Linked DNA regions of Mus musculus: region 2 is linked to region 1. Evidence: chromatin contacts called from public HiChIP or PLAC-seq data. All regions are on one chromosome and are shown on one strand. The core of a region is the stretch at or near the end of the contact, and the rest is flanking DNA. Distances in the headings are between cores, read along the strand shown. Region 1 overlaps Rbm20 (RNA binding motif protein 20). Region 2 holds the start of Gpam (glycerol-3-phosphate acyltransferase, mitochondrial).

What was found. HiChIP or PLAC-seq counts read pairs in DNA pulled down with a chosen protein or histone mark.
Region 2: an H3K27ac HiChIP or PLAC-seq map of extraembryonic endoderm stem cells shows a contact between it and region 1, with 7 times the contacts expected there. The contact joins the promoter of Gpam here to the enhancer-like site in region 1. A contact is called at or near these places in 3 of 39 promoter capture datasets (cranial neural crest, pre-B cells and second pharyngeal arch cranial neural crest), 8 of 115 datasets of contacts at active chromatin or transcription factors (embryonic forebrain, embryonic stem cells, extraembryonic endoderm stem cells and 4 more) and 1 of 9 other capture datasets (embryonic stem cells).

What each region holds. Positions count from the first base shown.
Region 1 is chr19:53,827,822-53,834,431 of GRCm38.p6, reverse strand. It overlaps Rbm20 (RNA binding motif protein 20), which reads right to left. Exons shown (of 14, transcript NM_001170847.1): 6 at 1,643-1,786. Among named protein-coding and RNA genes, the nearest start is that of Gm16299, 5.9 kb to the right of the region's middle. Within about 2 kb of position 3,786, at least 137 of the 459 cell types and tissues checked have an H3K27ac peak or open chromatin away from gene starts, as enhancers often do. A contact at or near this core is called in extraembryonic endoderm stem cells and pancreatic cancer cells, where this site is marked.
Region 2 is chr19:55,095,180-55,101,679 of GRCm38.p6, reverse strand. It overlaps Gpam (glycerol-3-phosphate acyltransferase, mitochondrial), which reads left to right and starts at 2,203. Exons shown (of 21, transcript NM_008149.4): 1 at 2,203-2,351; 2 at 4,053-4,183; 3 at 5,437-5,559. The coding sequence starts at 4,082. Gm31356 (a long non-coding RNA gene) reads right to left here and starts at 2,137. Exons shown (of 3, transcript XR_001782666.2): 1 at 2,048-2,137.

The sequences.
Region 1 (6,610 bases), core at 2,537-5,036:
TGAACGCAAGTATACTTTGTGCACTTGAGAGGATCTGTTTTATAGCTCAATAAAAAGAAAAAAAAAATCAGCTCAAGAAAGAACTCTCTTTGATCCCATGCGTTCAAAGAGAACTTTTTATTAACTTCACCAAGAGAGCTCATTACAGGATGGCTCCCATCCTGGTTTCCATGGTTACCAAACAGTATTCTTAATTATGTATGTCCATCCTGAGTTACATCATCCCGTGGAAGGCTATTTGGGATGGAGGGGTGGCCCATTAACTCACAATTCTCACGTGGGCTCTTGCACATGTGGCTGTGGGTTGCCATTTGGTGGTGGTAACGTCAGGAGACAGAAGCATAAGCCCAGGGCCTAACTTGGGCTCCCATTTGTCTCATTAAAAAGAAGTACATTTGAAAGCGCAGAGGCTTATAAGCCCCTAGGCTCAAAGGACGTCCAGGCTGTTTGTGGCTTGGAGAAAAGAGGCTCCTGGCCACACTGACAGGACAACCTTCCCTCTTTCTTTAACTGTTTGGATAACACAGGGAAATGGGCTTTTCTATTCAGTCCACGTACGTGCTTTCTAATAGACTGTTTTAATGGACTTGTCTATTTACCCAGTAGCTCTTGGTGCAAATCCAAAGCTGTTAAAGTTTCTCAGTATGTTTGGTTTACCCAACATAGAGCCCCTGAGAAAAATGCACAAGGAACAACCTATCTATCTCCAGAATGAGGGATGGAGAACACCTGTGATCCACTGAGGCTTAAAGTTCTAGAGCTCACAGCTACACTGGGGAGAGGACTTCTCGTCTTCCTGATGTTTAGCATTATAAAGTAAAATCAGCTACTGGAATGAAGACTGTGGGGCTGGAGAGGTGGGTCAGTGGATAAGAGTGCTGGCTGCACAAACATGAGGACCTGAGTTCAGATCCCTGCACTGTGGGAAAGGTAACCCCGCTGCTATGGAGAGACAGAGACCTGGAGGATTTCAGGAGCAAACTGCCTGCTCCAGGTTCAGTGAGAGATCCTGTTTTTTTTTTTTAAATGTATAATACATATATGTGTATATGTGGGTGTATATGTATATGATATATATGTATATGATGTATATGAATGTATAAGGCTGAGATTCATTGGATAAGACACCCAACACCTTCCTCAGGTGATCTCACACTCAATAGGCCTCTATCAAATCCCCTATGGTCTCCTGTTAGGTAACCTCACACGGACACCAAGGACAGGTTAAAATATCTCTTCTCAGGCAGTTCTGAGCCAGTTCCCCACCCAGGCAATCAGAAGTATTCAGCTTAGCAACCAGAACTGTAGCTTTAGCTCAGGAGATCCATAGCACAGCAATGATTCGGAGTCTGTCAACTCCTCTTTGGAGGCCAGTTAACTTTTCTATGTTAAGGAGCACCCATATAAGAATGTCACCTCCCCTTCCATGCAAGTCACAAGGGCCTATATTCCCCCCAGCACAAGCAGGGATTGTAGAACCCGAGGAGGAAAGACCACAGTCCCAACATTAAACCTCCCGTGCCTTGCTTGCCAGAGAAGCCAACGGTGCTTCACCTCCTTATATTTAAAAAGATGCCTCCAGTCTCCTTTCACCACCATGCAGCTCACCACAAATCCCACAGAGGGACTGTGTAAGGCCTACCTGATTAGTTGACTTCATGAGGATGTAATTAGTGACCTTGCCAAAGGGCAGCCCCAGGTTAATGACGTCATTCTCCGTGCAGCTGCCCTCCGGGAGATTGCAGATGTGCACTACCCGTCCAGCGCCTTTCCTCTGTGCTGCAAACTGATGGGACAAAGAGCAGGGCTGAGTCTTCAAAGGACATCTTTCTCTAGCACCCCCCCCCCAGACATTCTGAATGGCCGTCTTCCTCCAGATAATGGGAAACAGTCATTTATAAAAACCAATGCAGAAAAAAACACACTCACAGATGCACACACAATGATAGCTTTATGCCTTCTAACTACAAAGGGATTCATATTTCCAACAAGTAGTAATATTCAGGGCTGGGGAAAATCTAAGAAATTATGTATATCCATACACAGCTAGTGGGAGTTGTGTGTTGACACCCTTTGAAAATGTTTTCTCAATATTAAAAAATAAATAAATACATATAGGTTCTGATCCCGGGAGCCTGCTTTTGGAAGACTGCCTAATAAAAATAAACACCTAAGTAAATTTAAAGGTATACCGGTGACATGATATTTACTAAATAATTTATAGGGTGGCAAAATGTTCTGGAAACAGCCTGCATGTCCAACAATTGGGGAGCACCTAGGTAAATGATGGTGCGAGTGTATAGTGGAAAACTTCACAGGCATTAGAAGGAAGCCAGTGTGTTGGTATGGATTTTTTTAAAAGACAAATTGTCAGGTGAAAAACAGGTCACCAGTTATCATACATACTATAATGTTGGTTTTTTTGGAAGGCAAAATTATATGGAAATAAGAGAAAACAAGTACTGTACATTTTTTGTTACTTATTAGCAGTGAGTGATAGGAACATAAGAGTTTTTTTGTTAATTATTAGCGGTGACTGATGGGAACAGAAGAGTAAAGTGGCCTCACTTCTACAACGTTAAATGTTTGGATTCTGTGGTTGGTTTGCAGTGAAATTTTTAAAAGATTATCAACAAGGACAGAAATGTGCAGAGCAGGTATCAACCTGTCAAGGCTGAACAGAGCAGGACAGGGAGGAAGGGCAGACATGCTGGACCTGTTAGAGATACTCCTTATATTGTTAGACTTACATTTTTTTAAAAAAATCAATTAAATGAAGAAAATATGAAAGAAAGGATTTTGGAAACTAAACATGGGTGCAGATATTCATGGCACCAACCTGTGGTTTCTGGCAATGGTTTTTCAAAACATTTTCAGCCTTGGGATCTTTTCTTCAAACAAAAACTTGCTCGGGAGCCAGATACACTCAATAAATAAAAGGGGCTGTCCTGGTCAAATTTGGGGGTTCTGAGCCCCACCAGACAGATCTGAAGGCAGATGTAAAGATCGAAGCTTGCAAGCCAGGACCTGGGTCTAACTCAAGCTGCTGGAGGAAGCCTAGCTTTGCTCAAACTTTAATCATCTGTCATCTCTCAGAGCTCAGCAATTAGGAAGCACACACCAACCCGACCCAACCTGACCCGGGAGACCTGGGAAAGCAGTCCAGTGCCACAGCCAACATTAGCACTTATCACTTTCTACTACAAAGTGAATTTCAGCATCTAATTATGGCCTGAGTCCTGCTGAGGTAACAGAAAGAGAATGTTTCAGGTCTCATCCCTAACAAGAGCTGGCACTTAGGAGTACTACCAAGAAAAGCCCTCATTTGTCTCCTCTGGGCTGAGGACAATTAGAGTCAATTATCATTTCCTTTTATGGTTCCACCTGGAATTAGAGCAGCTTCAGGGGCCGCATCTCCACTCCTCCCTCCAACAGCATCCAGAAGTCAAGCACTTTTGCAAAGGAGAACACTGATTCCTTGGCACAGAGGCACACAGACTTTCCCTACCCCAGCCCCCAGCCCCACCCAAGTGCAAGGACTCTCCACAACCTAGGAGAGTCTGAGCCAGGGCTCAAAGACTGAGCCTCTCTGTAGTGAGGGCCAATGAAAGGCCGGGATCCTCCCTCCCACTGCGGTGATCTGAGTAAAGATGGGACTGTGGAAAGCAGCCGGTTCCCTGAGTTTATTACAAGGAAGGTTGAGCCTGGGAACTCTGCCTGGTCAGCTCTAGCGCTGCACATTTCTGCCCCATGTGACATTGTTGCAGATAGCCTCAGTAACGTGTGCTTGGACTGCACTGTAGCCAGACATGCAGGGTGGCTCTGAGCAATCCCTCTCCCAGCCTGTCCAGTTGCCTAGTGACCAGGCACGACAAACAGCTTCCCTTGCATTGTGTTCACTGGCCTGAAACGATGATTTAAGAGCCTTATCTGAACCCAGCAGAATAAACAGAACACCTCCTCCTCCAGGAACAACCCCCCAAACTGCCTGTCACCTAAGACCTATTCATGGTACAGACTTTCACATCCACAGCCCTGAAATAAATTCATCGTAAGTGCTCACATTTTAAAGATTCAATCCTCGAACTCCTTACCTAACTCTAGTCAGAAATAGAAATGGATTTTTATTGACTCTTTCGGTGCTATGAGAGATTAATGTTCCTCTAGTTAATCATCTCAATTTGAACTTTCCAACCAGTGAGCCACACACAGGGTTTAGATGTCCCACGATACTGCCTTTTCCAGCCTGGAGGCTGTAGACCTCTAACGGCTGACCTCTCAGTCCATCATTTTCTAAGTGAGCCATGAGATAAAACCTTGAGAAGCGCTGTATTCATGGTTTGTTCAGGGTTGCCTCATTTCAGAGTGTGTGGTAAATCCTATACAGTCAAGTATATAATCCTAGACAGAAAGACAAAATGTTTTTCCATAAATTAAATTCTTTTGCTGATTACTTCTTTAGAAAACTCCAGCTTACATTCTTTACTATCTCTTTCGTAGATATGACATACAATTTAGACTCAAGCCATGTTTGACTCATTAAAAAAAAAAAAAGTGAAGTATTCAGTATTACTGCTCTGTACTTGAAACAACTTAAATAAACATGGCCCTATTCCCTATCAAAAGTCTTAAGGAGAAGAGAGAGGGATGGCCAGAGGGAGGGGCGAGGAGAGAGAGGGATGGCCAGAGGGAGGGGCGAGGTCCCTGAGTAGTAGAATCAAGTTTGATCTCCAAGGGCCCTGGCCACTGCCAAGTGCTTTTGATCAAGCAATAGGATGCTATATGGCAATGCCCAGAGTGGGTTTGCTAATTAGCCCTAAATGGCCTTTGGAGTTAATGATAGAGTAGACCTTCCCATATCTGCAGGCCCTCAATGAATTCTCCAAACCACAAATAATACCAAATCCTGTGTGGACCGGTTCTTCCTTCACATACAAACCTATGATCAAGCTCAATTTATAAGGTGGACATAATAAAGGATTAACAATAATTACTTATAAACCAGAACAAGCATAACAATACATCATAGTAAAAGCTACTTAAAAGTTAAGAATATCACTATTGCTCTGCAGTACGGCTTGAGGTCAGGGATGCTGATTCCCCCAGCTGTTCTTTTATTGTTAAGAACGGTTTTCGCGGCTCTGGGTTTTTTGCCTTTCTAGATGAATTTGAGAATTGGTCTTTCCATGTCTTTGAAGAATGGTGTTGGGAATTTGATGGGGATTGTGTTGACTCTGTAGAGTGCCTTTGGTAGGACGGCCATTTGTGCTATGTTAATCCTGTCAATCCACAAGCATGGGCGATCTCTCCATCTTCTGAGGTCTTCCTCCGTTTCTTTCTCGGGAGACTTGAAGTTCTTGTCATGCAGGTCTTTCACTTGTTTGGTTAGAGTTACCCCAAGATATTTTATATTATCTGTGGCTATTGTGAAGGGAGGTATTTCCCTAATTTCTTTCTCAGCCTGCTTATTATTTGTATAAAGGAAGGCTACTGGTTTATTTGAGTTAATTTTATAACCAGCCACTTTGCTGAAGTTGTTTATCAGCTGTAGAAGTTCTCTGGTAGAATTTTTGGGATCACTTATGCATACTATCATATATCATCTGCACATAGTGATACCTTGACCTCTTCTTTGCCAATTTGTATCCCCGTGGTCTCTTTTTGTTGTCTTATTGTTCTAGCTAGAACTTTGAGTGTTATATTGAATAGATATGGGGAGAGTGGGCATTTTTGTCTTTCCCCTTTGGTAGGATTGCTTCAAGTATCTCCCCATTTAATTTGATATTAGCTGTTGGTTTGCAGTAAATTGCTTTTATTATGTTTGGGTATGGGCCTTTAATTTCTGATCTCTCCAATAAAAACTGCATGGTATTGATACAGAGACAGAAGTCTTGATCAATGGAACAGAAATAAAACCACATACTTACGTACACTTGATCTTTGACAAAGAAGCCAAAGATACACAATGGAAAAAAAAAAGCATCTTCAATAAATGGTGCTGGTCTAGCTGGCAGCCTGTATGTAGGAGAATGAAAATAGATCCATATTTTGTCACCTGCACAAAACTCAAGTCCAAGTGGATCGAGGACCTCAACATAAAATCAGATACACTGAATCTAATAGAAGAGAAAGTGGGAAAGAGCCTGGAATTCATTGGCACAGGGGGAAATTTCCTAAATAGAACTCCAATGGCTCATGATCTAAGATCAAGAATTGATAAATGGGACCTTGTGAAACTGGAAAGCTTCTGTAAGGCAAAGGACATCGTTGTTAAGACAAATCGGCAACCTACACACTGGGAAAAAAAACACTAACTCCACATCTGATAGAGGGCTAATAGCCAAAATATATAAAGAACTCAAGAAGCTAACCACCAAAATACCAAACAACCCAATCAAAAAATGGGGTATAGAACTAAACAGAGTTCACAACAGAGGAATCTTGAAAGGCTGAGAAGCACTTAAAGAAATGTTCAAAGTCCTTAGTGATCAGAGAAATGCAAACCAAAATGACCCTGAGATTCCACCTTACACCAATCAGAATGGCTAAGATCAAAACCTCAGGTGACAGCACATGTTGGAGAGGATGTGGAGAAAGAGGAACACTCCTC
Region 2 (6,500 bases), core at 954-3,453, 1.3 Mb before region 1:
GTTTCTCCATTTCTGCTGTGCATCACTCTTTCCTGTTTTCTTTTTTCTTTTCTTTTTGCATGCCTGCCTACAATCTCAATTTGAAACACTGAGAATCTCACTTTGTGAGGAACAGGATATTTTAAATTTTGTTCCCTGTAAGCATCCTCATGCTTTATTCTTGGGTACTTTGGTGGTCTTTTGTTTGTATGCTTGTTTTTGAAATTGTCCAAGGGGTAGGGGTGGCACTGGGTTTTTAGGGTTGTTAAATATGACCATAATATGACTTTATTGTAGGGCTATTTTTGCTCTGCTACTGAGGTGAGATCATTTATGTCATAAATAATGAGGTTTCTAGAGTCTTTGAAGATCAGGCATTTTAAGCATCCTTTATGACCACCGAGAATCTTTTAGCTATGACTTGTAGATCCAAGAGCAGTCCCCATATTGTGCTAGCCACAGTGAGTGTTCTTCTTCACTTCATGTTTATGTGTTCTTCTTCCCTGAACCTGTGTCTGCAGGTCTCCATGGCTTCTTTTGCCACATAGCTTTCTCCTCTCTGGTACTCTGATGTTGCTCCTGCTTTGACACCCATAGTCTCTCAATTCTATCTCCTCATTTCAGTCTACCTAAACCTGGCTGAATTCCTTCTTTCTGTACTGAAGCCTGATAACTCTCTCTAGGTGATAAGCCAAAGCAAGTACAGGGTTCAGCTCATTGTGTGCCTCCCCTTGGACTGTCGACCTAAGGTACAGAATGTCTGATTCTTGAATGTCACTGTTTTATACTGCCTGTTTGGTTTTTCTTGTATTAAATAAGACAGCAAATTCTCCCCTGTTGCTCCATCTTGACTGGCTAGACTGGTTACTATAAATCACTCTGCTGATAAAATAAATTGCTTAGGGTGCCACCTGTTTCCAAAACAATTTTCATTATGTAACCAGAACTTAGCACGGCAAACCCACATTCACATGCACAGCCACTCTTGTGCAAGAAGAGTCACTATGACTGAGTTTTATGTAAGACACACTTTCCATATGGCTTACATTTTAGAATTTCTTTGTCAGTCTAATTCATTTCTCTTATCTTCTTTATCAATCTAAAGTTTTTCTTCATGCTTTCCTTCCATGCCTGTTTTGTTGTTAGGGCCCCTGTATCCTGTGCACAAAATTTCACAATGTTTTGGGATAAGAAATTACTCTTTGTAGCCAATATACACTCCTTGAGAGCCTTAGTGAAGTATGTTTGTTTTTTTTTTTTGCTAAGGTACATGTGAGGCTAAATCAAGGCAGGGTCCTTGATGAATGGCCACTTCTACTCTCTGGGGTTGTTTCCCAGAAGAGAATATTTGCTTTGTAGGATGGGTTTATAAAGAGAAGTGGAAAGTTCAAGCTAAGGAAATCTAGTTTTTCTTGTTGTGCCTCAGCTCCCAGTATTTACTGGGTGCTTATTATAACATATTAATTAGGACCCTGATGTAAGGCACTGTCGCTGCCATGGGTTTGCAGTCTGACACCGATGGATGAGGACCTGAGACATGGTGCTCTGGTTAATCTTTGAGATGTCGCAGGAGGCTGTGATAATGGAGGAATGGGGTGGAAGGGAAGGCTTGGAGAAGCAGTTCTGGGACTACAGAGTGCTGGGATGAGAGGCAGAAGCACAACAGGAGAGGGACAGCATCTCCGGGCCACAGCAGGGACAACTGCTGGGGACAGAGGGAGAGGAGCGGCCTCTCTGTTTATGTCTGATGTGCTGGGCCCAGGCATTTGGGTTCTAGGGAGCTATGGGCATGTTTTTAGTTATCTTTCAAGCCTTCCTTTGTCTATTCTACATTTTTTTCGCCGTTGCGGGCTCGGTCACTCAGACATTTCACAACGTTGCACTCTGCAGTCCTTGCCTCTTCATTCTTCACAAATTGAGCTTGGTCTCACATACAAAAAGGCAAGATCACGCACAAGTACCTAAACCCACGCAGCCCGAATGCATTCCGCCACAGGACAGGGCCTGGTGCTAGCCTAGGCTAGCTGAGGTCACGCAAGGGAGATGGCAGACAGACAGACAGACCCACCGGCCGATGCACGAAGCATGCAGCTTGGGCAGTGTAGACATCAGGCTCACTCCCCATGCTCTCCGTCCCCACCGTCCCCTTCCTCCAAGCGCCTTACGCTAAGCCTGGCGGCCGGCAGCCCCGACGTCACTGCCGCGCGCCGCCCGCGTCATCGCGGCGCGCCGCTGCAGCAGGCGCAGAGCCGAAGCGCTGGCAGCTGCGTGCGCCCAGGCGCGAGCTGCCGGGCGGGTGGAGAGGAGCGCGGTGCGCTGTGCGCGGTGCGGGCTGCGGCTGCAGACGCCGCTGGGCCGGAGCGCGGGGTCAGGTGCGTGGGTGGGCGCCGCTCTCCCTGGGCCCGCCCGAGGCTTTGCAAGAGTCCGGGGCGGACACCCGGGTTCCCCCTGGAGTGGGCCGGGCTCCCGGATGGGTGGGCACGGTATCGCTCCAGGGACCGGGCTGCAGTGACAGCACCAGCAGGGCTGACATCCCAGCACGCTCCGTCCCGGGGGGCCGGGAGGGAAACCGAGGCAGCGGGGGACTCCGCGAGCAGCTGGCTCCAGGGACCGCCCGCTGACAGCAGCCCCGCGTACCCCACAGTGTCCCGGGCGTGCTATGGAGACCCCTGCCCTCCCTGCAGCCGGACACAGCTGTCGGGTGGCATGCTGCCCATTTTCCAGATGGGAGAAGCAAGGCGTAGTAGTTAACCAACTTGTCCAAATTCACATGCGTGGTGTGCAGACGGGGCCTTGAACTCCAGAGGGGCCCCCTTGCCCCTGCCTGTGGCCCACTGTCAGATTTTGTTTTCTTCCCTGCTCAGCACTGCTGTTTAGAGCCTCTGGGATTCTTTTCTTTTATTCTCCTCCCCTCTCCTGTAAAAAAATCTGGCTTGACCTCAAGTAAACCCTGTGGGGCTGGAGGAGCAAGGCTTGGACGTCTGTTGGCACAAGCCTCCCTTTCCTCCTCCGATCGCCTCATTTCTTTTCTCAGGCTGCAGTGTGCTCCCCCACTCCCGGCCCCCCTCCGTTGTGTGGCCATTCAGAACCGGAAGTTGGTAGGGGGAGGGGGCGTCGAATCTTTATAATAAAGAACTTTTCCCACCAGATGGGGTGCTTTACTGATCTCTGGTGTCAGCTGATTGCTTATGCTGAACGGCTAAGGGCAGATGTTGTTTTGAGGCTAAACAGTTATCGGAGCAAATCCACGTGGGGATTGTAAAGAGTCCAGGTGTTCCTCTTAGAGAACAGTGTTCTCTCACTGAAGGTGGATTTTGATTTTAAGAGAAGAATCTAATGCTGGGGGGCAGGGGGAAGCCAGCAGCTAAAATAATTAAATAAAGATGATATAAGGTTTTTAAAAATTAAAAAAAGCTGCATTCATACATATAAAATGTCTTACCAAGTAAGCTTACGCTGGGGCTGGAGATGTGGCGCAGTGGTTAACAGTCCCGCTGATCTTTCAGAGGATCAGAGTTTGGTCCCAGCACTTGCATCAGGTAGCTCACGACCTAGCTCCAGGGATCTGATGTGCAGTATTGGCCTCCTCCAGCACTCATATGTATATGCCTATACATGCACACACATCCATAAATAAATAATAAAAAAGTTTTTGTCTCTATCCTCCCAGGGATACTCAGTTATTAACAAAAGTGAAATAATTATTCGTTGCAAGCCAGTATTATTACAAGTGCCTTATTTTGAAGTTGTCTTCCTTTTTTTTACAAGTGACTTCTCATGACAGTTTTGCCCAGGAATCTGAAGGCTACAGCTGCTGTATCCTTGTATGTTCGGAAAATACTGGTCTGTGAATGTTGACCTTTGAGGTCAGGGCAGTTTAGCAGACATGTAAACAGATCGGGCCAGATGAGCACTCTACCACCAAGCTATAGCTTTTTGCTGCTACTCACTACACTAGCAATCTGTCAGTTCATGTAATATCTTGTTACTAAGCAGAACTGTGAGGAGATGAGCAGTTTGAGGCCCGGGGTTACTCTCTGGATACTTCCTTGAGTAGTGCTTATTTCTTACAGCACATGGTTTGGGACTTGCACGTTCTGCCATGGAGGAGTCTTCAGTGACAGTTGGCACAATAGACGTTTCTTATCTGCCCAGTTCATCGGAATACAGCCTTGGCCGATGTAAACACACCAGTGAGGACTGGGTAAGTTGACGAGAAGCCTTCATCACAGCCCACTTAAAATGTTTGCAGTGATATCAAGTAGAGATTAATCATCAAAGAAACTGCTTCCGACTCTTAGAAATGGTGTTTTTACAATCTAAGATTTAAAATTTTTGGTAGTATTAACTGGGAAGAAAAAAAAATGGGTGGAAAATTTCAGAGCAGTAATTGTATTTAAAAAATAAAACTTCTTGTATGGAGGCAAAATAGTAACCATTGTTTTGTGTAGTGTGCTTAAACATTTTTTTTTTCCTTTTAGTATCTACCACACAACTTATATTTAGTAAGCCTGAGTTTTATAATGGAAATTAACTCTAAAACATAAAAAACAGGAAACTTGTTTATTAAACTAATTGAAAAGCATGCATTTTCTTGTGGTGGTACTAATTCAGCATTACATGGAGTGTTTAAAATACCTCAACAAAAATTGATATTAATTGGTTGTTTTTAAGAACATTGTATCCGTGGGATCTGAAAAACAATGAACAGAAAGTTAAAGAATAATCTGAAGGACAGGACTTGACTCTGGTCAGGTGATGTGGCTGTGATTCAAATTCTAGGCTTTAAATGCTCCTGGTAACAGAATGTCATTAAACATACTTTGTTTTTCTTCTAAACTGTTGTAAGAACACCTGCTCACTGTGTCAAGCCTGCGTGGTTTTCCCGTGGGAGTATGGGAGTAGTGTGTGCTTTGGAAGGGCATAAGGTTGACTGAGCACAGGGGTTTGGAGTGTGACTTCTTCATCCCACTGTCAGAAGTCCCTCTGGCCCCGGGGGTTACTCTTCTATCTCTGCTTCTATGAGGTTCACATTTTCAGCTTGTTCTTGTAAGAAAGGCAGTAGTTGGCTTTTGTGTGTTGGGTTATTGTTAACATAACTAGCTCTTAGCTTCTTTGGTTTTTATTCCTTTTTGTGGCTAAATAATAATTCACTGGGTAATATGGATGCCCGATTTTTCTATCCATTCATATTGTGGTGAGCATCATAACTCTGTTGATTAAACCTGTGAATGCTGCATCGAGCACATTTTAGAAAATCAACTTTTTCTTCTGTACCAAAGTTTTATCCAAGTGGTGATGGTGAAACAAGATACCTTACATGAAAAACACTCACGGCACGCGTAGTTACACTGCTGACAATGAGAACAGCGTCATTTTCTCTTCTATTTGAAATAGACCAGGAGGATCAAAACAGTGTTTGCCATTTAGACACAATTTCTGCTTTATGTTTGCTAGGTTGACTGTGGGTTCAAACCTACCTTCTTCAGATCTGCAACACTGAAATGGAAGGAGAGCCTTATGAGCCGGAAGAGGCCCTTCGTGGGAAGGTGCTGCTATTCCTGCACGCCACAGAGCTGGGTAAGGACCACCATGCTTTGCTGTTGCAGAGGGTTTTCAGTTTTGTGGGTTTTGTCTTTGGTCTTAATAGACTTGACTCCTTTAGAACCGAGACCCCTGTTTATAAGCCAAACATTTCGGGTAAAGAAATGGACTTAATTTCTATTGCTGTTCATTTATTAAATGTTATTGGACCTCAGTTAGGGGAGAGTCAGTTTTTCTTTGAGTTCATAGTGTTGATGGAGTGCTCAGTACCTGCTGGGTTCTGACTTTTGGCCCCCAAGAGTACCCTTGGTTTTGTTCTTTTGTTGAGAAATAAGCGTGTCACACCACCTTCTGCGTTCTTTGAGAAGAGCCAACTGGGTGAAAGGTGAGCTGCTGATGGCATTTGGTGGCGGGGTGAGTTAGCAGAGAGGATTTCCTTCCCGACTGCTCTAAGGTGAGAGTTATGTTTTAAAGGGATGTGTTAGATGTTGAGCTCTTCCTGAGATGGATCAAATACTTAGGACCCAGAAACCGCCTTTTACAGAGGTTGTTTATAACTTGTGTGAACGGCGGCTAACTGTGCTGGTAAATTCTCCCCTTGAGCTGACTTGGCAGGAGGTTCAGTTCTGAGTCTGGCATAAAGGTATTTGTTAACATTAGCAAGCTTTAGCAGAGCCTGAACAGTTCTTACCCATTGTCCAGGTCTGCTAAAGAATGGCTTGTTAGAGATGCTGCCTTTAAACTCTAAGGGCTGTAATGCAAGAATTCATTACAACTGAAGGGGCTTGAGAATTGCCAGTCCAGGGGTGAGGCCATTTTGATTTAGAGGGTAGGAGAAACAAAGATTTAAATAGAAGGTCATGTGGCTTTTCCTTTTAGACTGGCCTCTCACCTAATTCTAATTTTGAATGCAAAACAATACCTAAACTGTGGTTCTTCGCTAAACAGTATTGCAAGTGAAGTGCTACAGTGTATTG